Linked DNA regions of Zea mays: regions 1 and 3 are each linked to region 2. A link is a contact called in public Hi-C data. All regions are on one chromosome and are shown on one strand. Each heading gives the region's core, a stretch centred on a gene start, on an enhancer-like site or on the middle of the called end of the contact. The rest is flanking DNA. Distances are from core to core; before and after follow the strand shown.

Evidence for each region. A called contact is a pair of places that touch in the nucleus more often than the background predicts.
Region 1: a contact with region 2 is called in a Hi-C map of endosperm, with 1.8 times the contacts expected there. The contact joins the promoter of LOC103641415 here to the promoter of LOC100286290 in region 2. A contact is called at or near these places in 2 of 25 Hi-C or Micro-C datasets (endosperm and leaf).
Region 3: a Hi-C map of endosperm shows a contact between it and region 2, with 2.5 times the contacts expected there. The contact joins the promoter of LOC100279405 here to the promoter of LOC100286290 in region 2. A contact is called at or near these places in 3 of 25 Hi-C or Micro-C datasets (bundle sheath, ear and endosperm).

What each region holds. Positions count from the first base shown.
Region 1 is chr1:186,963,095-186,967,313 of Zm-B73-REFERENCE-NAM-5.0, forward strand. LOC103641415 (cleavage and polyadenylation specificity factor subunit 6) reads right to left here and starts at 2,852. Exons shown (of 2, transcript XM_008664770.4): 1 at 790-2,852. The coding sequence starts at 2,735. The coding sequence ends at 957.
Region 2 is chr1:186,693,465-186,697,369 of Zm-B73-REFERENCE-NAM-5.0, forward strand. It overlaps LOC100286290, which reads right to left and starts at 1,900. Exons shown (of 1, transcript NM_001159177.2): 1 at 994-1,900. The coding sequence starts at 1,721. The coding sequence ends at 1,113.
Region 3 is chr1:186,418,089-186,422,385 of Zm-B73-REFERENCE-NAM-5.0, forward strand. It overlaps LOC100279405, which reads left to right and starts at 1,630. Exons shown (of 1, transcript NM_001152417.2): 1 at 1,630-3,181. The coding sequence starts at 1,902. The coding sequence ends at 2,861.

The DNA.
Region 1 (4,219 bases), core at 1,602-4,101, 270 kb after region 2:
ACCATGTACTTCTGCATGCCAATCATCATAAATTGCTCTTTGAAACAATTCATTCTTGAATTATATTGTGGCTACTGGCTAGTCTAACAGATGCTTGAATTGCATGCATTTCCCAAAGCTGTATGAATCATATCATGTGTTATCTTATTGTGGAAGCAAATAGATATTCCGTTGACCTGTAGTGTCTTTGAACCAAATTGCTAGTTCACCATGGCACTACCACCACAGCATGCAGATACAGCGAATTGTTCCCATTTCTGAAATACGGAGAACAGCCTTCACAGAAAAACACAGCCAATGCTACATACATCGGACTGCAGTGTACAACAGAACAGCCTTCACAGATTTACTCTTGTTTACATTTTGGAAGCTAACTTAATTACAAGGTGAACTGACAAAATAACAAACCTTGCATAACTTTGTGTACCTAAAAAGTTACATGAAGAATATCTGTACAGAAACTTATGTTACACAGCCACACCAGTATCAAAAAATAGTGGGCATGCTATCTAACAGTTACAGGCTTATGTTTTAGACAAAGGCCGATATGTTACAATTCTTTGCTAAAACAATGCCAACTAGCTACAGAAAGTATCAATCGAACCTAAAGACCTATACAAATGAAGTTACATAAAGGCCAGTACAAAAAAATTTACATGGCAATGTTGTGGACGCTTTTGTCCTAACCTACCACAACAGACAATGTCGCTATGCCACATCACTACCTTACAGAACAACTCAAGAGTTACATTCCAAAACAAACAAGAGATCAGATCAAGCATAACTTACATCTCAAATTATTGCTACAACAGACCGCGGAGATATATGCAGTGAAAGCCATCACAGCTACAAGCAGTAAGCAGTTGATGGTTGTTACTGAACAATGCCTGGGTGCAAAGAGGTCGCTGCCCTGGAACGTCATAGCCTCTACACTAGATGTAGCTCAGCCAGCTACACTATTGAGCAGTCATCCGTCTACGTTTAGAATGGTCAGCTTCCCTGGACCTGCTGCGTTTCCCAGATGACCTCCCCCTGTCCCAGTCTTCATTACGCTCTGAATCACGGTCCCTGTGCCTGTGATGATCACCATAACGATCTCTGTCATCCCTGTGTCTGTCCCTATCTCTGTCTCGGTCTCTCTCTCTGTCACGATCTCTTTCCCTGTCTCTGTCATAGTTGCGATCTCTCTCTCGGCCCATGTCACGCTCATTCCGGTGCCTCCTCTCCGGCTGCTCCTGTTGAGGGTGCATATCTTTCTCTCTGTCCAGCCTCTTCTCTGGTGCACCAGACCATTCCCTATCCGGTGGCCTCTCCTTCCCATGGCCTCCCCCTTCCCCATATTGATGGTCAGACACTGCATTATCCCCATAATTTGATTGTTCTTCCACACCCCAAGCCCCCATGCCGGGATCAGGCCACATCCCCACCCCACCAGCCCCCATCGCACCACGACCAAAGAAGGCCGGGTTTATGTGTGGTGCAACAACTGGAGGAAATGGCTGCATCATCCCAGGAAACGGCCCAGCACCTGGTCCAACAGGGAAGTTACCAAACCCACCACCCATCCTTCCCATGGCGCCATAACCAGGATCAAACCCCTGCCCCAGCATGCCTCCCTGAGGCAGCATTGGGGGTGGCGGCGCAACCATGCCATTCCCGATTCCACGGCCAACTGCCGGACCCATTCTGTTGTTCCTCATATTACCAATAGGGCCTCTACCACCACCACCTCTACCCCAGTTCCCACCACCGCCTCCTGATACAGCACCTCCACGTCCGCCACTGTAATTACCACCGGCATGAGGCATTCCGAAACCACCACCCCCTCTACCACCCTTTGGTTGCAGTGATGATGTCTGTACAGCCAAGGCCTGCTGGGACTTCGCCTGCGCCTCGCCCATGCGACGCACAGTGTTGGGAGATGCGAATGCCACAACACATGGACGGCCATTAAAAGAGTGGCCGTTCATGCCCTCCTTGCAGGAAGCAGCGGCACCAGGGTCGTAGAAGTCGACCTGGCAGTACCCCTTGGACTTGCCGCTGGCCTTCTCGTCGAAGAACCTCACCTCCTTCACCGTCCCATACTTGCTGAGCTCAGCCTCCAGATCAGCGTCGGTAGTCCACCAGTGGAGGTCGCCGACGAACAGCGTCGTGCCGCCGGAGACATCGCCCCCGCCAAAGCCGGCTCCGTTGGCGACAACGACAGGACCACCGCTGTAGTTCCCTCCAGGACGGTGGAACCCGTCGCCCTGGTGGTGCTGAGGCGGCAGAAGCACGGACGCGGATGGGGGATGAGAAGGTGGCGGCGGGAGATTCGTCTGAGGCGGCGGCTGACTCGGACCCGGCGCTGCAACAGCAGGCGCGTAGGCCTTCTGCTGGGGCGGAGCATGCGGCGGCGGCGGCGGGAGAGAATGAGGCGGGGCCTGTAGCGGCTGCGACAGGGGCGGAGGAGGGAGCTGCTGCTGGTGGTGGTGATTCTGCTGCGCGGGCGTTGGAGGGAGCTGCTGGTGGTGATTCTGCTGCGCGGGCGTTGGAGGGAGCTGCTGCTGGTGGTGGTGGTGATTCTGCTGCGCGGGCGGCGGCGGCGGATGGGCGTTGCGGAGGAAGACGTCGCCGACGTTGACGTCGTTGTAGAGCTCGTCGAAATCGTCGTCCTCTCCGTAGTACTGGTCGACGTCCTGCACGGCGGAGATGGCCTCGTTCCGGTGGAACGCCGGGTCGCCGTCTCGGTCCATGGCGACTAGGGTTAGGGAATAGATTGGGGGTGGGTGGGGAAGAAGCTGAGCAAGAAGATGGAAAATAATATTTAGTATATATAGTAAAAGAAATAGAAATTGGAGCCGGAGACCGAAGAGCCCACTTGCGGCTTCTCGAGTCTCGACTTCTGGAGCACTCGCGCTCGTCCCGGTCCCGCACGAGCGCGCGCCGTGGGCCCAAGCGACGGCAGATGGATGATGGGTTAGGCCTTTATTTCTTACTAGGTCAGTACTCGTGCGTTGCAACGGGAACATATAATACCATGATAACTTATATACAAAATGTGTCTTATATTGTTATAAGAAAATATTTCATAATCCATTTGTGATTCTAGCCATACATAAATTTTGTTATTTTAATTTAGTTGTTTCACTACTACATTGCAACCATCAGTATCATGCAGACTTCGATATATGTCATGATTTGCATGGTCTCATTATTAGAGAGCACGTGCCACACCTGCCGATAGAAGTTCCGTCGTACATCGTTAGTCATCAGGCACGCACCACCATACACGCTTGCTTAAACAAAAAATGCAAGTGTGTGTTTGCGAAGAGAATTAAAGGCAGACCGGCACAAAAGGTACTGTGGGGGATGGATATCCCCCGGGTCCACTAAAAGAGTAAAAGACCTCACGAAAGGCCCAAGGGCCCAATAAATCGTAAGGTCATTCTTTCGTGGGCCTGGGGAGAGACGACCAGCAAAGCAGAGCGACATGAGGCCAGATTGATGCAAACCTGGATGGCCCACAACGTCGAGCGAGTGATCGCAACAGAGATCCGACTTTCCCGCGCTGGAGCCCCCATGCAGCGGAGCCATGCGAGGATAAGTCGGCAGGATTACATGGAGATAAACTCAATCAGTTCACTATCTTTTAGCTACTCGTTGTTATCATATCCACTTGTATTGCCCCACGGTCGAGTATATAAGGCCTAGGGGGCACCCCTTCAGAACGATCGACCCTATTACTTAGCCACCCACGTCAATTCTCTACATTCTCAATCCAGAGAACTCTCTTGTAACCACATTCACCAAGCATACTCACCAGGACGTAGGGTGTTACACATCTCTAAGCGGCCCGAAACTGTAAACCTTGTCCACTGTTCCTCGTGCAATCGGCACGAACCATTTTGCTACAGTTGTCGACACCGTCCTACTCCTAAAAACACCTTGAAGGGCAACCCCGGGTGTGCGGTCGGACCCAAAACACCGACAGCTGGCGCGCCAGGTAGGGGCTGTGTCGACGATCCAAGCTAGCTCAATGGCCGTCACCTTCTACAACAAGATCACCCTGCGTCCCGGATCCATATTCTGCTTCGGAACAATCTCATCCGTAGCGGATGAAGAGGGAATTCTACACCGTATCGCGGATCCGCCGGAAAAGAAGTCTCCTCCAACGAACTCCGAAAATGCCGAAGAAACGCAACCTCTAGCTCTTCGGAAAAAGATCGTCTCCGGAAAG
Region 2 (3,905 bases), core at 650-3,149:
GGACTGGGACTGGGAGGGACTGTTTGTTGAAGTGCTCTGCCCTCTTGTACTTTCCAGTTGTTTCTTCCAGGTCCATGGCCAGCACTGTGAGACATGGCATGGTGGATGATGGTGCATTGGTGCTTCTTCCACCGGCGCCTGGTGTCTTTTGTTCACTGTTGCTTGGGCCCTGTGATGTGAGCATCTCGCGCAGGTTGCTGACCTTTGACTCCCCCCGTGTTCACACGTACAGCCTGAGCTGATGCCGCACTTGCACTCGCATTTGTTTTGCTCTGCTCTCATCTCAGTGCCAGGGGCCGTTCCTATCTTGAGCCACACATATTTTTTTTCTCTCTCGTTTCTGGTCAACTGGATTTTATGCGGCTTGTTGCTCTCTGTCAAGAGTTCCTGGCCATGCATAGCATAGCTCACATCTACATTTGATGACTGAGAAATGCCTCTTTTTTGCTGCAACTGAGAGAAGCTGTGTATGAGCTCATAAGCCATGCCTCCAATAGAAGCTACTATGAACGAGCAGTCCTAGCTTGATCTGATGTTCCCTTTGGATGAACAGAACATATTATAGGCGTAGATATTTGTGATGCAGCACATGCGCATGCGCATGCACAGAATTTAGGTTCACTGGAATCCTGTGCGACAAGCATCTCAATGAATGGGATAGGATGTTGGTGGTTCGGTTCAAGACAAGATTGTTTGATACACATATACTGAAACTTGTCTGATACTGATACAGGCTCTGCTTCTGATGCTGTACGTACTGAAATAGATTGCAGCATATGCAGTCCATTAATCAGTTTTTTTTTTTTAAAAAAAACCGCACGGTTCCACTTCCATCTTATGGCTGTCGCTCTCGTTCTTTCATTGTCGTTTTTCCACTGCTGATGTTGCCCCGTTAGCCAATGTTTGTAGTAATACCATGATAGGAGTATCCTCGTTAACTTATCCTTATCCTTAATTAGGGTACCAAAACTCCCTAGATAGAACAGAATTAGCTTGATCATCACACATGCATGTTCTTATTAGTTATCGAGATATAAATAATTAACTCCTCTCGACTAAAAACTGGGTCGCCCGGGCGGATGATAATTAATTAACTCCATCTTCTTGGTCATTCAGCAATACGACTTGCATGGCTCGGCCGCCTCCGATAACGAGCCCTTCTCCGCCTGCAGCAGCTGCTCGAGCTTCTTCGTCAGCTCGGCCTTCTCTTCCCTCAGCCTGGCGCTCTCCCGGCGGGCGTCGGCGCAGCTCCTGAGCGCGCGGTTGAGGTCGTCGAGGAGGCGGCGGTTGGCGCCGCGGAGGTGCGAGACCTGCGCCCACAGCTCGCTGAGCTGCCGCTGCTTGCGCATGCGCGACCGCCGCGCCGACTCCCGGTTCGACACCATCCGCCGGCGCCGGCGCTCCTCGTCGGCCGCCATAATCACAGCAGCGTCCAGCAGCTGGTCGGAGTCCGACAAGCCGCCATTGTTGCTGCCGGTGAGGTGGCAGCGGGCTGCGGCTGCGGCATCTGCTTCCGGGACGACGACGATGGTGTCAAGCTCATCAAAACAGGCCGCGTCACCGCCGTCGATGGCTGCAAGGGTAGCGTCGTCGTCTTGGAAGTAGGATGGAGGCGGCAGTGCCATGTTCATGTGGTGGTGCGCCGCGAAGGACGTCGAGACGTTCGGAGGGGACAGGAAGCGGAGGCTAGCCACCTCGCCATGGAAATGGTGGTGGTACATGATTATTGCTCTCTCTTCTAGTCTTGCTCGACGGGGTTCTCTTCTTCTTTGCTAGTTAGTGCTTATATTACTTGCTTGCTTGTGATGCTTTGGTTTGGTTTGGTTTGCTAGGCCTGGGTTGGTGAGGCCCCTTTTATAGTCAGGCACACAGCTCTATACTCTCATCCCGTCTGAGACTTGGAGAGAAGACTTCGCTATGGTCCACCATATTATAGCTGTGCATGCATTTTTATATTCTAACCATTTTTCTCTCTCTCTCTCTTTTTTAGTTTTGAGAATCTTGTGGATCGATCGAGTAGAGTTTGGTGGCATGTGCTTGGCTTAAATTTGTAAGTAGATCCTTTCTCCTGTTCCTGTACGTACACAACACTTAGCTTGTTATCCTATTTTCAATTCCCAAGAGAATACTCCTATTTAACTTGCCTTTTTTTGTATTCTCCTGCTTTCGGTTACCACTTTTAACTTGTCGAGTAAAGATTATTATTAATTGCACGCATGTAGGGCGTAATTTATGCAGAAATCTTTTGCTGGGAGGGTGCACTACTTTATATATGGTGACTGGCACACATACAGTGACATCAAAGCTAATCGGATGTGGCGCTCTGTCCTTGTTCATCGATCATATACAGCGAGGGAGGGAGGGAGGGAGTCGTATGCAAAGCAATGTCCATTAATTATATTTGCCCACAGATTAAAGTTGCTCGCATTATTTGTGGCTGAGACTGCCAAAAAGAGGAGGAGGAGGAGGAAGGTGGTGACGCCATCCAAGTGGCCGCTCGATCGGTGCAAAGGTTGAAAGCTAATAGGCAGGGGGGGCCATGAAGCTTTTCGCTGATTGAGGTTCTTGTCCATTCTCCTACAAACATTGTTAGGCCATACTCGAATTATGGATAATCTATACCATCGTATAATCCACCGATTTAAATTTTGAAATTTCCACCTAACAAAATCACTCCTACACATATAGCCTCTATTAAATCCATCAAACGAATTACACACCATCAAAACAAACGGTTCAAATCACTGGATAATTCTCTCTCATTTACTCACTTAAATTTAATAGACAATATTATTTAGATAATCCTCATCTCTCATCCCCACGATCCCGCCACCCCTATCGTTACCACAAGTTATATGCTACTAGAGATTAAAGAGTAATATGTACACTCACTCTGATTTAAAATAATAGCTATGGAAGGGGTACTCTGGCTATCTATCTATGACCACGAATTATATTAACACTAGTAGCTCATCTCATTGAGTTACTAATTATACAGAGCTTCATTGTTGAATTTGGCCGGTTTACTAATTTGTACGAAAGCATAATTTAGATGCGTTTTTGTGTGTGTATATATATTCCTATATATTAAACCAGGGACCCTAGCTTGCAAACTAGCTAGGCCACGTCATTCAGAATTCCTTTACTTCGTCTTATTGCTTCTCCACAATGCAAATCCTGCCATCCAGCTGTTGTTCACTGCCCCGTCTTATTTGCCGTCCTTGGGAGCCTCACGTTCTCTAGAATGTTGCTCAGCTGACGAACACGACAGGCAGCCTCATCGTCTTCGCATTCTTCCTGGCGACCGTTCTGAAGGTAATACTCATTCTTTCTCCCCCCTTTCACTCCCTTGATCCCTTCCCAATGTCGCATAATCGCGTTGGTCATCCGGCTACGCTATGGTCGCTGGTTATTCACCATGAGCTCAAGAAAATAGTAGTTGTTCCCGTCGGCTCTCCCGCGTCTTGACGAGATAGCGGTTGTGGCCACCCCTGCCTCGCTAGCTCCGATCTGTCCGATCCTCGGTGTGGCTCCTACTCCCATAATCTGGCCCTCATTCTCCTGCGCCGCCGGTCCTCGTCGCGGACGAGCAGGCTACTGCACCGCGCTTTCTGGGTACGACAGAAGGCTTGCGAGAGCGTCCGATCATTGGTGTGGCTCCTGCTCCTGCTGTCCGGTCCTCACTTCCCTGTGCCACCATTCCTCATCGCGGATGAGAAGGTCATGGCGTCGCGCTTTCTATAGACGTCCAGCGGATGTCATTTTTTTTCTGGATGTTTGCCAACGAGATCAGTGTTTATCCACACGAGAAATAAATGGAAAATGATAAGAGATTCGTACGCGCGTCATCATTGAATAGATAGATGGCAAAATATTTTCTATAAAAAATAGAACATGAAGCAAAT
Region 3 (4,297 bases), core at 380-2,879, 280 kb before region 2:
CGGTTTCCTCCGCATGATACACTTTGTTCTTCGTATTTGTGCATGTTTACTGTTGTTTACTGATTATGTGAGTAGTGATACATACATGCACATACATGTTGTCACACACTGGTTTTCTGGATTAAATTAAAACTGATAATGCTTAATTCTCTAACAGGATTGTTGTTATTTTCTGATCGCAGGAGATTATAAGAGGCTAAAACTTTTTGTTTCCATTATAAAAAACCCTGCTTGGTTAAGCTATAGCTGTTGAAAGATTTGTCGTGAGCTAGGGACTTTAGAAAAGCTGGTGTAGTTTATGAATTTTGAAGAAGGCATTTTTGTTGCACACATGTACCGTTTTGGAAAAGTAGTTATCCGTGAATCTCATGTGTCAATCAACTCAACCTGTCAATCTGTCTTTGTCCCTCTCTCTTGTATTCTCCATCTCTGCCTAGTTCTTTTCTAAGAAAATCCTTTCAATGCCATTCAAATTTATATCAATTCCTTCAATGCCATCAGAATTTATAGCTTCCCTTTAATATCATCAAATTTAAATTTTAATCTCTTGAATATCATTACCGTTAGTTTGGAGCTAATGCTGTTAGTTCAATTTAAAGTCAATCTCTTCAATGCCACTAAAATCTATACTGATCCCTTCAATGCCACTAGAAATTGATTCGATCTATTTAGGGTTTAAAAATTTCAAAACCAAAAAAATATAGATCAGATTTTTAAAATTCCACGATTTTTAAAAACTTCAGTCCATACTTAAGTTTTTTTAAAAACAAACTGATATAGCGAAGTAATTTTGGGGGTTTACAAAAAAGTATATACTTAAGTTTTTAAAAATAGTGGAATTTTAAAAATCTGATCCATATTTTTTGATTTTAGAATTTTAAACCCTAAATATATTGAACCAATTTCTAGTAGCATTGAAGGGATCAATATAGATTTTAATGGCATTGAAGAGATTGACTTTAAATTGAACTAACGACGTTAACTTTAAACTAACGATAATGGTATTAAAGTTTAAATTCGATGGCATTAAAGGGAAGCTATAAATTCTGATGGCATTGAATAGATTGGTATAAGTTTGGATGATATTGAAGGAATTTTGTCTTCTTTTTTCGTCTTGAAACGCTGTCTGTTGTAGAGGGTAGGGGGCTTGCGCTCGCGGGGGGTTGTGCAGTTGTGCTCACCTTCGAGGATAGGAGAGGACAGAGACAGAGGCAAGGGGATGCATATGCACGTGTGCCGAAGGTGAGGTGCTTGTGAGCTTGTCGACACGGCCTTCTCGAGTTCTTTGCGTGGAGGACAGTGATAAATTTCCAAAGTTTCCTACCTCTGCAACTACAATCGCTGAAAGACAGCGAGAGCTTGTATGCCAGAGGAAAAGTAGCTTTTAGGACAAAGTAGCTAGTATGAATTAACATGTCCTTGTTTTTTTTTGTTTTGTAAAAGCAGATTGCGAAGCCTAATTGAGCTGTAGAAGTAGCAGGCCTCTCTCCCGCTGTCCTTCCAAAGTTGGGCCGGCGCCACCACCCAACACCGGCCTGGCCTTCTATGGTTTCAGAGTCCACCGATCCTTTCCGCGTCTCGTTTGCGTGCGAGTGAACCTGGCAGTCTGGCACTGGTACTGGTAGGTGGTAGCCACCGCGCCCGCGCGCCGCTCGCGTCCACGTGAACCGCACCGCCGCCACCACCCGCCGCCGCCCGCCCGTCCGATGGCACATCCAGCCCCCACCGCCCAGAAAAAACCTAACCGCCCACCACCCATACCCAGCCCCCGCCTTATCCTCCTCCACCGCCGCCGCCCCCGCCCCCCAACTACTCGTCCTCACCCCCACCCTTATCGCCGCCCGCCCCCAGATCTAGATCTGAGCCTCCCGTGACCGAGGCCGCGGGTAGACAGGCATACGATGGCCGAGGAGCCTCCCCCGCCGCCGCTAGCGAGGAAGAGCGCGCCGGCGCAGCCCTGGTCGCACGTCGAGACCACGCACCTCATCGACGCGTACGAGGAGCGCTGGACGGCGCTGCGCCGCGGCCAGCTCAAGGCGCACCAGTGGGAGGAGGTGGCGGCCGAGGTCGCCGCCCGCTGCGCTGCCACCCCTGGGGTCGTCGCCCAGCGCAAGACGGGCACCCAGTGCCGCCACAAGCTCGAGAAGCTCCGCAAGCGCTACCGCACCGAGGGCGCCCGCCCCGTCACCTCGCTCTGGCCCTACTTCCGCCGCATGGATCGCCTCGAACGGGGGCCACTCGCCGTCGCGTCTTCCGCCTACCCGGCCGCGACTGGTTCTCCGCCTGCCGCCGACGGCGACGAAGAAGGAGAGGAGGAAGAAGAGGAGGTGGAGGAAGAGGAAGAGGAAGAAGACGTGCAGGAGGAAAACGAGGAGGAGGAAGAACTCGCCCCACGCAACAACAACACCCGGAGCATCAACGGCATCATCCGGGAATTCGGCACCGGCCTTGCCCCGCGCCACCCGCAGCTGCAGCTCCACCCGCCGCCGCCTTCCATCACGCCGTCCATCGCGCCCCCGCGCAAGAGGGTGGCCTATGAGGCGTTCCAGGCCAAAGCCGCCGCCGCGGCGGTCAAGGCCAAGGACGACGAAGAGGAGGCCATGGAGATGGCCCGCCGCCGCGGCTCCTCTGGGCGGCCCGTCGCACAGCTGTCGGCTGTGCTGAGGGATTTCGGCGAGGGTGTCATGCGGCTGGAGAGGCGGCGCATGGAGGTGCAGTGGGAGATCGAGCGAGGGTGGCAGGAGGCGGACGCCCGCCACGCCAGGATGCTGCAGGACGCTCAGCGCCAGCTCCGTGACACGGTCGCCGGCGCCTGTGCCTTGCCGCCCAAGAAGGCCAGGAGGGACCATGGAGACTCCTAGCAGCAATTGGCACCTTGGATTGTTAGTTATGCCTTTTCTGATGCTGTTGCTAGCAGGGAAGGCATCCCATCCCAATTGGATTGTACTCCTAGTAGGGCTAGTCAGTTCAGTTGGTATATGGTGGTAGGACTGATTTGCAGTAGCATCTTCTCCTAACCTATGTTTTATGACTTTATTTATGTCGTGTGAATGGTGGCGGTGCAGCAGGCTAATGCAGTGAAGTTGCTGGGTTTTGGTAGTGCGGGTGTCTGCATTGTGTTCACTTGTTAATTCCAATTTTATTTTTTGTGATTAGCATATGCTCATGAGTGCTAAAAAAACTTAGTGCATTTGATTGTCACTGAATTTGATTGCCTTCATAGCCGATATCATTGTGATATAATTTTAGGCCAGACGATAGTTTTTTTAGGGCAGCTGTGGGTGCCTAGGGGCTACATTCGCGGGGGACTGTTCGGGCATCGCTACTTTGCGAGTGAAAAGCTCTCGAGACTCTTCGAGTCTGCCCCGGGCTTTGAGGTGGACAACAGCACCTTCACGGAGGTCCTAATCAGGGCCACATTCTACCCCAAGTTCGAAAACGATAAATCCAATCAGGTGAGAATTTGGCAGCACCAAAAATGTTGTTTAGTTTTGCCGGTTAATATTGTACTGTAGCTGCTTAGCTCTTGTTAACTTCAATTGGGTCATAATTACTTCTGCTAATGAAGAAATGTTTAATGAACCCACTGTGCAGTAAATCCTTGGGGTCTTAGATTGTTCTAGCTTCTTTGGCTTTCTGTTATTGCAGTTTAGTAAGTGGAATAAAAAAAGTTTAATTAAGCTTACCCTTGATTTTAGTGATGACAGACAAGGACCAGAATGATTTAGATGGTGTCCCATTCCCATGTGCTTGCAAACTTTGGGGTATGTATCACATATTGGTTTTTCTTTAAAATAAAAAATGGGTGTTTATTTGTGTGAGGTAATCAGTGATTATGATGATCACTTCCCTCATGTTAGACTCAAGCATTCTGGTTCCCTCTTCATGTATGTTGGTCACCATGGTGGTTCATATGCGAAGAACAGCTTCGGGAATGTGTATGTTGCATTAATCTCTGCTGATTATTGTATGATAAGTATTTGCTATGCCTGAAGCTTCATGTTTTCTTATGATGCTCTTTGTTCTAGGCAGTCTACAGGCTGTCGTTGAGAAAATTCTATGCTAGATATATGTTTTTAGGAGTAGAAAGGCTAGGTCAGTTGCTTCAAACATGAGTTAGTTGCAACTATTGACCACTTACAGTTATGGTGACCATGTTTTTTTTATCGGATTTCTTTGATGACAATCTGATGTGATTCAAAAGCTATAACCTCTTTTCTCCCAGGTGGTTCTTTTCATCGACTTGTAACTTTGTAAGTAATATTGGTCCATGAAGTGTAGTTCGTGCACAGCGCAT